Linked DNA regions of Gossypium hirsutum: all the other regions are linked to region 1. A link is a contact called in public Hi-C data. All regions are on one chromosome and are shown on one strand. Each heading gives the region's core, a stretch centred on a gene start, on an enhancer-like site or on the middle of the called end of the contact. The rest is flanking DNA. Distances are from core to core; before and after follow the strand shown. Region 1 holds the start of LOC107896694 (midnolin homolog). Region 2 has its middle 30 kb from the start of LOC107896696. Region 3 has its middle 23 kb from the start of LOC107895516.

Region 1 (4,129 bases), core at 442-2,941:
GTTTATTTCTAACTTTTAAATAAAATACGAGTTTCATAAAAATGCAAAAAGAAAGAGGACAATTGATAGTTGAAGTATAAAGTGTCATATTATATCATAAAGTTTTGTGAAAAGTAGGTGTCGAAGATCATAGCGTATTGAGCAAAAAATGGAACATGGGATCCACAAATGTTTTTAACATATTGTGCACCAATCCAACAATTATCATGTTTTTTTTAATTAAAAAAATTAATTGTTTTAACCTTTTGATTAGCACTCAATATCAAATAATTGAAGTGAAAATATCATAATAAATGGTAAATAGTTTAGGGATAAGAAGGCGCATGCAGCAGCAAGAGTTGATGTGTTGAACAAATGAGTGGGAAAAGGAGGTTGGTGGATACAACATTGTGGGGGGTCACTCACTCTGGCCCTTTTCTTCCATTGCTGTCGCTCTTCCCTCTTCAACCAAATTTTCACAATCTTTTTCTTTGTTCTCCACTTATTGTTAACTCCTATCACTATTTAACTTAATTCCATTCCATTAATTTAATTTTTTCCAATTAACAAAGCAAAATAAATTGGGACGAGCAAATGAACCCGAGAAGGAGAGGGCCCTTCACAAACTAATTATGTCAAAATTATAATTTAAATCTTTTTAAATTATTAATAATTTAGTTTAAACATTTTTAATACAAATTTTTACTTATTTTATAATTTTATCTCAACCTTTCTAAATAAATTTTTTGGTTAATTATAACCAAAATCTATTTATATTAATCCACACAACTCTACCTTCTTTTTCTAATGATTTTTTTCAAAATTTTTAATAGTATAAAACCATATATTTATAATGTGTTCATGAATACATGTAATTGTTTAGGTCATGTATAAAATAATTATATATAACTTATTAACATATATATGATTTTAGTTTGTATTTCTAGTACATATACTAAAAAATAAAATATTATAACGAATAAATTAGTAACTTTAAAAATCGGGTAGGTTATCACAAATACCTCACTCCACCATATGCATTTAAAATAAAAAATCTCAGATGATATAAATTTTATTAAGTGGCCATCGTCTTAATAAAAATATTATAGAGATATTTGTATTAAGAGTTGATAATATTTTACTTTTATTATTTAAAAATAAATAAATTAACTTTTTTATATTAGAGCAGAAAGTAAATTAATCATTTTGGTTAAAAATTCCATCTATTTTTTACTATTAAAGCTAATTATTAATTGTATGTTAAAATGAAATACATGACACATCACATGCAATTATTTAATTATTCTATATTTTTAATAATAAGAATAAATAAAATTTTTAATAGTATTTAATCTATCGTACAAACAATAATTAACTCGTTTTTTAAATAAAAAATTAAATACAATCTTATTATTAATACAGTATCCTCTATTATAATTTTACCCTCATCCCTCGTTATACGAAACCCTTTTCTATGGAGTCTAATAATTTTTTATATTTTCAAGTATTATATATAAATAAGTTATAAGAAACTAATAATTGATTTTTATCAGGAAAGAAAAAGCCAAGTAAGCAGTAATATATTTAGAGATAAAAAACAAAGCGAATTTCATAATGCAATGGCAGAAAAAGAAGGAATCTACTCTAATCCATCCATCTACAAAGAAGAAGCATATTTTCTTCTTCTAAATTCTAATATATATTATATATAAAAAAATATAAAGAAGAAGAGCAAAGGGCAAAGCGAAGCAATGGAGTTAAAAGGAAAAACCCTTCCCAGGAGCTAAAGTGAGGAGTCAGAAGAGAGTGCTTTGGTTAGTAGATTCCTGTGGGAAGGTGATAGGCGGGGGGTTGATGAAAGCTAAAAAAGGGATTAGGGTTTAGCTTGTGTATGGTTTATATGATAATATCACTTTGTTTAATGTGTAGGCAAGTCAGTGTTCCACGTGCTCCTGGGGACTCTCTCCCCCCTCCCCCTCTTCAATGCCATATTTTTTTTCCCCACTCAATTACACTCTCTGACTCTCTGTTTCCCTTCTTTTGTTTGCATCTTCCCCTTCCCATTTCTCTCTCTTTTCTTGGCAGGGAAAAAAGTGAGTAACTTGTGGGAAAGCAAAAACAAAGGCCATATCTTTGATGTGAAAAGAGAGCAATACCAGTTACAAGGATCAAAGATTTTCTAGATATTTTTGCCTTCCCAGTTAGTTTAACATGATGGAAGGAATCAAAGGTGGAGGAGGAGGTAGAGTTGGTGTTGGTGTTGGTGTTGAAGAAGATATGGGAGATGGTATGCAATGCAGTAATCATCCTTATAGAAATAACCCTGGTGGGATTTGTGCTTTTTGCCTTCAAGAGAAGCTAGGCAAGTTGGTTTCTTCTTCTTTTCCTTTACCGATTCGTGCTTCACCTTCTTTTTCTTCTTCCCCGCCTTCTTTTAGATCTGATACTGGTGCCATTGCTACTAGTTGTGGCGGAAATGGTGGCGTTAGTGGTGGTGGTGGTGGTGTTGCCACTTTTTCCGCTTCTTCACTGTCTATGTCTGTTCGTCCCATAACAAAAACTAGGCTTGATAGTGGCAATAATAACAGTCATTATGAAGAATGTTATACAAGGCGGGCCAGGATCCCTTTCCTTTTGGCAAAGAAGAAAAAGAAGATCATGGTGGCATCATCAGATCATCATCATCACCACCACCACCATCATCATGCTAATATTGCTTTGAAGAGAAGCAAGTCAACTACAGCTCCCAGGAGAGGCCGGTTCTTGGATGGTGAAGTAGATAATGGTGGAGGCTTCAGTCCCAGAAAAAGAAGTGGTTTTTGGTCATTTCTCTATCTTTCTTCCAAGAGCCATAGTTCCAAAAAACCAGACAAGGTTGCTTCAATAGCACCACCGGCAGTCACTGTCTCAACAGCAACAACAATGGGGGGACCTTCATCCTCAAGTGCGGTCGTGAATGTAAAGCCAAAGGAGAAAAGCTTGGGTTCATCATTGTCGAGAAAAGGAGGCATTGTGGTAGTAGAAGAGGATGACAGCCCCAACAGTGAAGCCACTGCCTCAGCTGCATCATCATTTGAGCGCAAGGTTTCGAGATCCAGGTCCGTAGGCTGCGGAAGCCGGAGTTTCTCCGGTGATTTCTTCGAAAGGATCTCAACCGGGTTGGGAGATTGCACTCTCAGACGAGTTGAATCCCAAAGAGAAGGCAAACCAAAATCCTCCGCCGTCGGCGCCGCCTCATCATCATCAGCAATGAAAGAAAGGGTAAAATGCGGTGGCATATTCGGTGGTTTCATAATCACATCATCATCGTCTTCCTCCTCATCTTCATACTGGTTATCGTCATCAGCGGAGGATCATAACGGGAATGGGAAAGCAACAGGAGCAGCGCTGATCCATGGGAGGAGCAGGAGTTGGGGATGGGCATTTGCAAGCCCCATGAGAGCATTCACCAAACCATCCTTTGGTAAGAAAGATGCTACCACCGTCATTAGAGAATCAAACAACAAAAACACAACTCCCAATCTGGCTGCCATTCCTTCCTTATTAGCTGTTAGAAGCTAAAAATGATTCCAGTTAATACGCATTACATTGGCTTAATTATTATTGCCTGTTTATTTCCATATTTATTATCATATGTTCTTAAGAGACTCTATTCCTTTAGTAATGTTACACCCCTTAATCCCTTCCTTACTTGTTACTACTACTGCATCACATATATCTGCAATTAATTATATTTTGGACTCTTCATATTTTCTGATTCCTTAAATAATGTGTATTGTTTGTTAACGTTTGTAGTGTTGATTTGGAAGTAGTGTAAGAAACGTTTTTGCCCTCATCACATGCATTCACATGGCTGTATGACGGTCTTAAGACACATGCTTACCCCTTAAACAACCCCATTGACCGTTTGATTTTTCTGATTCTCAAACTACTTTAAGAAAACAATTAATACGTAATTCCAACCCTTATGTATTTATTTTATTACCAATCTCACCTGACAACACATCAAATGCTGGGATTCAGTTGATCAACTTAATTTCTTACATGTTTTGCTATTTGCTACTTTTCACATTGTTAGAGCTATCTTAGGGATATTAATTTGGGCTATACTACCAATGACTTGTGAGAACAGCATGTAGCAGTGTGATGA
Region 2 (4,129 bases), core at 595-3,094, 220 kb before region 1:
ATCTTTTCTCACCATGGCTATAGTATTAATTGATAGGTGCACTTGCCTTTGTCGAATTTTTAGTTGGTTTACGACTACATCATTATGCATGCAAATATAAAAGACAGAAATACAACTGACATAACAGTGAAATGTGAAATTTAATTATTCATTGTTCAAATATATAAAAAAAATAATTATATGTTTACTACAATATGGGCACATTTCCCAACAATAATATAGTTTTACAATGAAGTATTGGAGTACTCCGAGGATCATACCCAAGCGAGGTAAGACTAAACTAAGATTAACTTCTACGCTAATCGTCTAGTTAGCACTTTAACTAAACTATATTATGATTAATCCTTAGGTGATGAGAAAACCTATTTCATAAAAAATTAATAAAAACTATGGTGGAGATAGATTGCAGATTTTATTAGATTTAATGATAGAAGACTAACTCGCTCCAGTGTTCATAATTAACTCCTATTTTGGGTTCTATTAAATCAACTAGTCATTAACCTAACAGAGCCTCTCGGCCTTCCACTAACCTAATGTGTCAACAATAATTACTTATCTCTTAAAGTCATATTCCAGACCGGATTGGGGTAAGGTTTTCACGGATAACAATATCGATTTCGAGTTTATTCCCACCTGTATAACTTTTTAGGGTCGTCAAGCCTAGAGTTTTAAGTTTTTCCTATCCCAATGAGCTGGTCCGCTAAGAAACCCTACATAGCCGTTAATTAATCCCACATCCACTCGTTAATCTCCCTTACCAGATTAGTTCCCTATGGATTTAACAAACACAATGCAATTGATGGAAAATATAAACATTAAGAATAGATAAAAAAAACAAAGATAAGAAAAATCTTGATATAATTATAAACGTGCGAACAATAATCCGTTGACGAGTTGATGATACTACAATCCGATCCTCGTGAAGAACAAAATAGAAAACTAAAAGAAAAACTAAAACTAGAAGAAAATCTAAATTACAACTGAAAGTGAAAATAAAACTAAGTAAAATTTGTCCCTAAAGTGTCCAGAACAACTCTATTTATAGACCTAGGGTTGGCCGCTAATCATTGGCCTAATTCGACTGACAATATTGCATTAAGGGTCATTGTGAAGATGGAAACACCCTTGGCTCATTAAGTGTCCTCGTCATATCGATGTCACGACACATTCTAGCCTGTGCTGTGACATCAAAGGAAGACTGCTCCTTTTGGATACTTTATTTACTGTGTTATGACATCCAAGCTCCGTGTTGCAACATCGCAGGTAGTCTCCTGTCCTTATACCTGCGACTGGTGTCCTACACACTCACCGAACATATTAGTCTACCTTTAGGCCTACTTTGGCCCCCAAGGTAATATAAATAACTCAAATTATTATTTTTATTATCTATATACTAAAAGTGAAAACTAAACAAAAACAAAAACATAACTAAATTGCTTTCCTACAAGCTCATTAAGTACGGAAAATAGTTTAATCTGCTACAACGAATTACCGAACATCATTTATTCCTTCAAAAAAGAAAAAAAATTACAAATTTTCTTGATAGAATAGCAACTCAAAATGTTATTCATAATTCAATTCAGTTACTAATTTTATTCATAATCAGAATATTTAACAAAATTATTTTCAGTGAATCCTTTATATAGTGTATGTATTATTCCTTGAAGAAAAGGACAAATATTATAGTGCTTTGCTGTTATTGCTCACCTGTCCATGCAAATAAAGAAACCATTTGAATGTTGGAATTAAAAAAAAAAAGAAGTTTTGCATTAAATAGCATGGTGGTGCATTAAATTTGTGCCGTAAAAGTATGAAATGCGCCCTAAAAGTGAGAATGGTCCCCCACCCCAAAACCCTTCGTTCCCACTCCATTCTGAATTATATCTTCTCCTTATGATAATATTAATTACTAAGGCACCGCTCTTAAACACTAATATTCTAAACCAAACAGATCTTATACAAATTGTTTAACAATCAAAGATCCATCCCTTTCTCACTACTCCACACTTCAATCACCATCTCCATATTATATGCATTCCATTTCTCTTTTTGTTTTATTTCTCCCTTATTTTAAGCCATGATTTGTTCATGCTTCATTCATCACTATGTAAGTCTTAAATTTGCTATTTTTAATTTTTATTTTATTTTATGAAAATAGATAAATTAATTATTTTTAATTTAATCCTTGAATTTTATGAAATTTGAAAAATTGGTCTAATTGTTAGTAAGCATATAAACTTGAATTACTTTTTTTTTGCTAATTTTTTACATATCAATTATTGAACTACTTTTTTTTTTTGTTAATTCTTTATGTATAAAATGTAAACTCATTGCCAATAAGTGGTTGGAAGAAGTGGAAGTAGATTTCTTCTCTAAGTATTTGGACTAAGTTTGAATCTTGGAATTGATATTATTAGAAGAGCTTTACCTAAATATCATTCTTGGCTCTCCAAATAGGATTAAACTCAAACTGTAAAATGAATGAGAACATTTGTATTTGTACAAAACAAAAATTACAAAGCCATTATAATTTTAATAGTTTTTCTTCATAAAAAAAGTATATGTTTATCCAATATATGGCTTAATAAATCATTTTGGTGTATGAGTTTAATATTTTTTAACGTGGTATCTATATTTTTTTTATACTATGTGATACTGGTATTTGATAAAAATTATATATTTTAGTACTTAAATGTGACAATGTTAATTTTAAAATTTTAATTAGAATTTAGGATTGATTTGATGAAAATTTATAATTAATTTATAATATTAACAATTAAATTTGATAAAATCAATCCTAAAATCCAAAAAGCAAAAGCATGAAAATTTAAACATAACAATAGTAATAATTAACTTTTATAAAATTAACTCTAAAATCTAAAGTAAATACTAAGCAATTAACACAATTATCTTTAGACATTAAAATATATAATTTTTTTTGTTAAATACAGATACTATTTTAAACTTAAAAACAAAAATATCAAATTAAAAAAGTGTGAAACACAAATATATATTAATATTCTTATGACCAGATTGAAAGTAATTATGAAGAAAAAAACGCTAGGCTACTTTTGTCTCGCTCTGTATCATCCTTTTGTACTCCTAACTTATGATTGAAACAATACCGGATATGATATTAATTTGATATTTGATGAAAAAAAATTTAAAACACGATACAAATTGATATATAAATGTATAATATATATACATATTATGAATTATTAATATTATAAATTCATGAAAATCACTTATTTATAGTATAAATAGGTATTTAAAAATAATATATATAAAAATTAATCAAATGTAAAGTTTGAAACTAATAAAATATATATATATATAACATGTACAAAATTTAAATTTAAATTTTATTTTATTTGAGAGTAAAAAAAATTAAATAGCTAAATATATTAAATTAAAAATATTAAAAATATTTAAATTGTTTATAATGATATTTACTTTCTTAAAATGTATAAATATATTAAAATAAAATTTTAATTGAAGTGGTAAAAATAAATTCTATAAATATGGATTAAATCATAATATTTGGATTTTTAATTAAAAATTATGTAAAATAATTTAATTAATTGAGTTAAAACTTTTTTATTAAAGAAAACAGTTTTGTACGATTATGTTATGACAAAATAAAAGGAAAACAACACGCATGCACGTTAGTGAACAATACCCTTTGAATGTAAACAACATTGATGACTTTTTGTCTATCAAATTGTTTGGAAATGGTGCCCTCTAAACCTATTTTAAAATGTATTACATTAAAAATAAATAGCTGCATTGAAAACTCTACATCGGATTATATTTTATTTTTTCTATTTAATAATAAATAAAATAATAATTATATGTTAAATTAAGAAATAAATTAATCTTTTTATTAATAATTTATTTTATTTTTACTCTTAAAAATTGATTATTATATATCAGCATGAAATATACATAATATGTTACGTATCAATGTCTAATTGTTTTACCAGCTACGTTAATTTTTTAACAATACAAATAAATAATATTTTAAACAAAAAATCAACTTAAATCTAACAAACATAAATTAATTAATTTATTTTTTAATTAAAAAAATAAAATGTAATATAATTATTAGTACATCAACTTTTATAAT
Region 3 (4,129 bases), core at 1,026-3,525, 150 kb before region 1:
TAAATTTTGTTATCATTTTAGAGGCATTTGCTTGTGAAGTTGCATCTATCTTAGTGTTATTTAAGTATACATATTTTTTAAAACTTATTTTTAATTTGTTGGGAAATATTTATTTTGATGTTTTTAGTATTTTTCATGTATTATATATATTTTAAATTTATATAAAAATAATATAAAAATTAATATGGGCAGCCGAGTCGGGCCCAGGTTTTAGCATTTTTATCCGGGTCGAGCTTGGGTAAAATTTTAGGCCCATTTTTCAGGCCAGGCTAGGCCCGGGCCTAGCAAAAAGGGCTGAATTTTAGGCCCAGCCCATGCTCACCTTTACACTCACCTAACATGCCAGTCTACTTTTAGGCCTAATTTTTCGTAATAGGTCATATGAAACACCTCAATTACTCATCTTATTCCCTAAGAACTAAAGATAAAAACTAAGTAAAAATATAACTAAATTGCTCTTTAACAAGCTCATTAAGTATAGAAAGAGGTTTAATCTACTGGAATAAATTGCGACAGATCAAACTTCCCCACACTAAATTCATTGTTTGCCCTCAAGAAAGCAAAACATGCAAAAAGAAAAAAAACACAAAACGAATGAAGACCCTTGAGCAAGTATGATACAAGAATTAGTTTGGGAGAAAATGAAACAAGTATGATTGTAAGTACATGTAACTTTGATATAATATATAAATAAATTACCATTATCAATTTCAAACACCTAAGTTCAGAACATTACAAAGTCTATAGGAAAAAAGATTATCAAATACATTACTCCATTAAAAAGATTACATAGGTATTACAATTATGCTAGTAGCATATAAACAACTACTATTACCCATACCTAATACAATGTCCATCCACGAATAGATTTACCTAGGTTGTGTAGAACTTTTAAGCTTGAAACATTCTGAGGCTTAAGGTTGCTACGGATTTCAAGAATAGGGCACTTCAAAATGGTTCAAACAGGAAATTAATTTGGCACATCGTATTGTACCCTATTCACCTCCTTAAATATCCTCTTCTCGTTTACAACTTTTTATCTCTTTCTCTCACCTTCGTTATCTCTCCATGTAGGAAGATACAATGTAATAGTAGCAATTATGGCCAACTTAACGAGTTTTGGTGCACTAATGACTGTGTTTTTCTAACTTTTTGACGTATTGTTTTTTGTCACTTTACTTTTTACTTTTTTCTCACTCATAATGCTTTTGTTTCTTTTTGTACTTTTTCTTCTCATTTTACCTTTTTTTTTGAATTTTTCATTTTTGCACACTTTTGTCTAACCTATAATTATTATATCATATTTTTTCTTCCTATTTCACTTTGATTTTTCAAAACCACCTTTATGTATCTACCTATCCCTCAATATGTATGGTCGAACGTCTAAGTTCATGCATTTCAAGGACCAAGGAAAAAAAGATAAGTACAATTTATGTTTTGGCTCAGTGTTTTGTATGAAGGTTTTCCACAAGAAATAATTTCTGGCTCAAATACAGGTACTAAAGAATGATAAATAAGGTTAGCTTTTTGGCTTTATATTTACACCAAAAAATGCCTTAGGTCAACCCTAGGTACTTCAATCATCTATTGTCCATACTAGCATGTTTGTTTCCCTGTATTTTCCCCTATCATTTGGTACACTCAATTACTTAATGTATATTTATAGTGTAATATATAAAACTAATTAGTCTAACAATTAATAATTTAAAATCACCTACTTCATATCAAATTTACAGCAAATACAACCAACCTATATACACGCTCCTAACTAATCACTTGTATTTCTACTAGCTTAAGCACACATTAGACAATAAATATTAATTAAAATAAAGTAGAAAAATAAAAATAAAAATAAAAATAAGAGCGTAAATTTCCTATGTTATCCCCCACACTTTAGGTAGCATATTGTTCCTAATGTGCAACCCTAATGTATAAAAGAAGGAAGTTACTCGCTTTTTATTGAAGTTGCTCCAGTCGTATTTTGGGTTTCTCCTCTCTTACTTTTTTTTAAGCTCCTAATTGTAGTGCTATCCTCATATAGGGTTCCTGCATAGAAATCTTATGTTAACATCTATATATATAATAATAATTATTTACCTATTCCTAATCTAAAGCAAAAGTTTAAAATCATCTAAGTTAATTGTTTACAGTCTTCCAAAATAAAAGAACAAATGAGTTTAATTATCAAAATTTGGTGGTTGTCACCTCTCTATTGGAGCTTTCCCTTTGCCCGATACATGTGATCAAGATGAGCCTCCACACGATGAGTGGGCTTGTCATGTTGGGCTTCGAATGACTGAGCCTATGTTCGAGGGCCTCTTCGGTTGGAATGTCTCCTCATAGTCATAATCATTTAGGAAATCATGCTCCATGTCATCCACCTCTTCTTCCTCATTTTCATTCTCTTCCTCATCATTGTCGTTCTTCTCAAGGTGAGATTGCATTGCGTCGTATTTGGTATTCCCTTACCATTTTGCCTTGCAAATTACTGTCCAACCGACCCCATCTCCTGCATCCACCATATCACCTACTCTAAGTCTGAGATGTTGCTCAGCTCTTGGCCTTCCTGAGCTTTTGTAGTTTTCTTATTTTCAACAATGTTGGGATATCCATATTCTCTTTTGGTGTATTCAATCTGCTTCCTTTGAAGCTTAGTATATTTAGTTTATATTGAGTCCTTAATTAGACTCTTGGTCAGATTCATAAACTGTTCAGTTGTTGTAGTTGGAACTCCCGCCTTCTTGCATAATGTTGTTACTAAGTGAGGGAAAAAAACCCCAACTTTTTGGCCATTAATATAGTATTTCATGTTCTCGTAGATCCATGTACCGATACAAACATGTTTTTTCTGCAAAATTGCATATAACAACACAGCACAAAAAGTATTGACGTCAGACACATTTAAAGCAGGTGTAATTCGAGTACACAGAAATTGTATCCACATCTTTGCTATAGGAAACATAATTGCTTGATTAAATGGTGTTGGGACATTAGTGCCTGGTCGGTGCTTCCATTCACACTTACCTTTGGTTAAATAATTTACTACATTTTTCATATCTATTTCCTTAAAGTATGTTAAATTAGTATTTTCGACAAAATTTGAATCATAGTATAGAACATTATAGAATTCACAAATTGCTCTATGGGTGACGAGCACCACTTTTCCCTACTGGTTGTGAATATTGATATTTAATATTTATGAGACTAGCATAGAAATATATTAAAATTTGGTCTAGTAATTTTGTTTAGTTGATAGTTAGTTAAGGTACAAGTGTAATGATCCTAAAATTAGCTGTATTAAAAAATGCAATTTTGGAACCTCATTTTCGATGATTGAGTCTGTAAATATTATTATTTAATATTTATGAGGTTAATATAAAGTTTAATTAAATTTTGGTCTTTTAATTTTGTCAATCGGATAGTTAATTAAGGTACGATGACTAAATTGTAAAAATGGGAAAAGTTAATCTCTATAGATTTTTAATTGCTAAAGGACTATAGTGGTAAGTAAACCATAGTTCAAAATGAAAATTAGGCCATTTTATATGCTATTGCACTCTCGGTTGGAGGGTTTGATAAAATAAAATTAAAAAATTTATAATTAGAGAAATAACCATAAAATATAAAAAAATAAGGTTGCCATCATTATTTTTCTTCTCTTCCACCGATTCTAAGAAGAAGAACAAGGAGAAGACATTGTTTTGGCTTAAAGGTATTCAGCCCTTGCATCTGAAACTGACGTGGGATCGTCAAAGAGGAAGGGAAGCAATAATCGACGACGAGTTATGTAAGCTTTCAATCTGTATTTCTATAACCTGAAACTAATTATAGTTAATGCATATTCGTGATATATTGTATTAAAGAGTATTAAGGAAAGCTATTAATAGAAATGGGATTAAAGTATGTTACGTTACATGATAAATTGAAAATTAATGTTGAATTGAGAATGATGAATATAAATCGTGATAGTATATTAAAGAGCACGTAGCTAGTAGAGTCTTTATTATATTTTGATATGATCGGAATGTTGATTCTGGGAAGTTGATAAATGTGTACCTATATTAAATATATGGAAGTATAGTATGAATGGTTAATACTTTGTTGTTAATTGCATGTATGGAAATGGTTG

The links. A called contact is a pair of places that touch in the nucleus more often than the background predicts.
Region 2: a Hi-C map of leaf shows a contact between it and region 1, with 1.8 times the contacts expected there. The contact joins the enhancer-like site here to the promoter of LOC107896694 in region 1. A contact is called at or near these places in 5 of 34 Hi-C or Micro-C datasets (hypocotyl and leaf).
Region 3: a Hi-C map of leaf shows a contact between it and region 1, with 3 times the contacts expected there. The contact joins the enhancer-like site here to the promoter of LOC107896694 in region 1. A contact is called at or near these places in 2 of 34 Hi-C or Micro-C datasets (leaf and seedling).

The regions. Positions count from the first base shown.
Region 1 is chrA10:96,656,781-96,660,909 of Gossypium_hirsutum_v2.1, reverse strand. It overlaps LOC107896694 (midnolin homolog), which reads left to right and starts at 1,691. Exons shown (of 1, transcript XM_016821926.2): 1 at 1,691-3,669. The coding sequence starts at 2,191. The coding sequence ends at 3,540.
Region 2 is chrA10:96,881,741-96,885,869 of Gossypium_hirsutum_v2.1, reverse strand. No RefSeq gene overlaps it. Among protein-coding and RNA genes, the nearest start is that of LOC107896696, 30 kb to the left of the region's middle. Within about 2 kb of position 1,844, at least 2 of the 9 cell types and tissues checked have an H3K27ac peak or open chromatin away from gene starts, as enhancers often do. A contact at or near this core is called in leaf, where this site is marked.
Region 3 is chrA10:96,806,602-96,810,730 of Gossypium_hirsutum_v2.1, reverse strand. No RefSeq gene overlaps it. Among protein-coding and RNA genes, the nearest start is that of LOC107895516, 23 kb to the left of the region's middle. Within about 2 kb of position 2,275, at least 1 of the 9 cell types and tissues checked has an H3K27ac peak or open chromatin away from gene starts, as enhancers often do. A contact at or near this core is called in leaf, where this site is marked.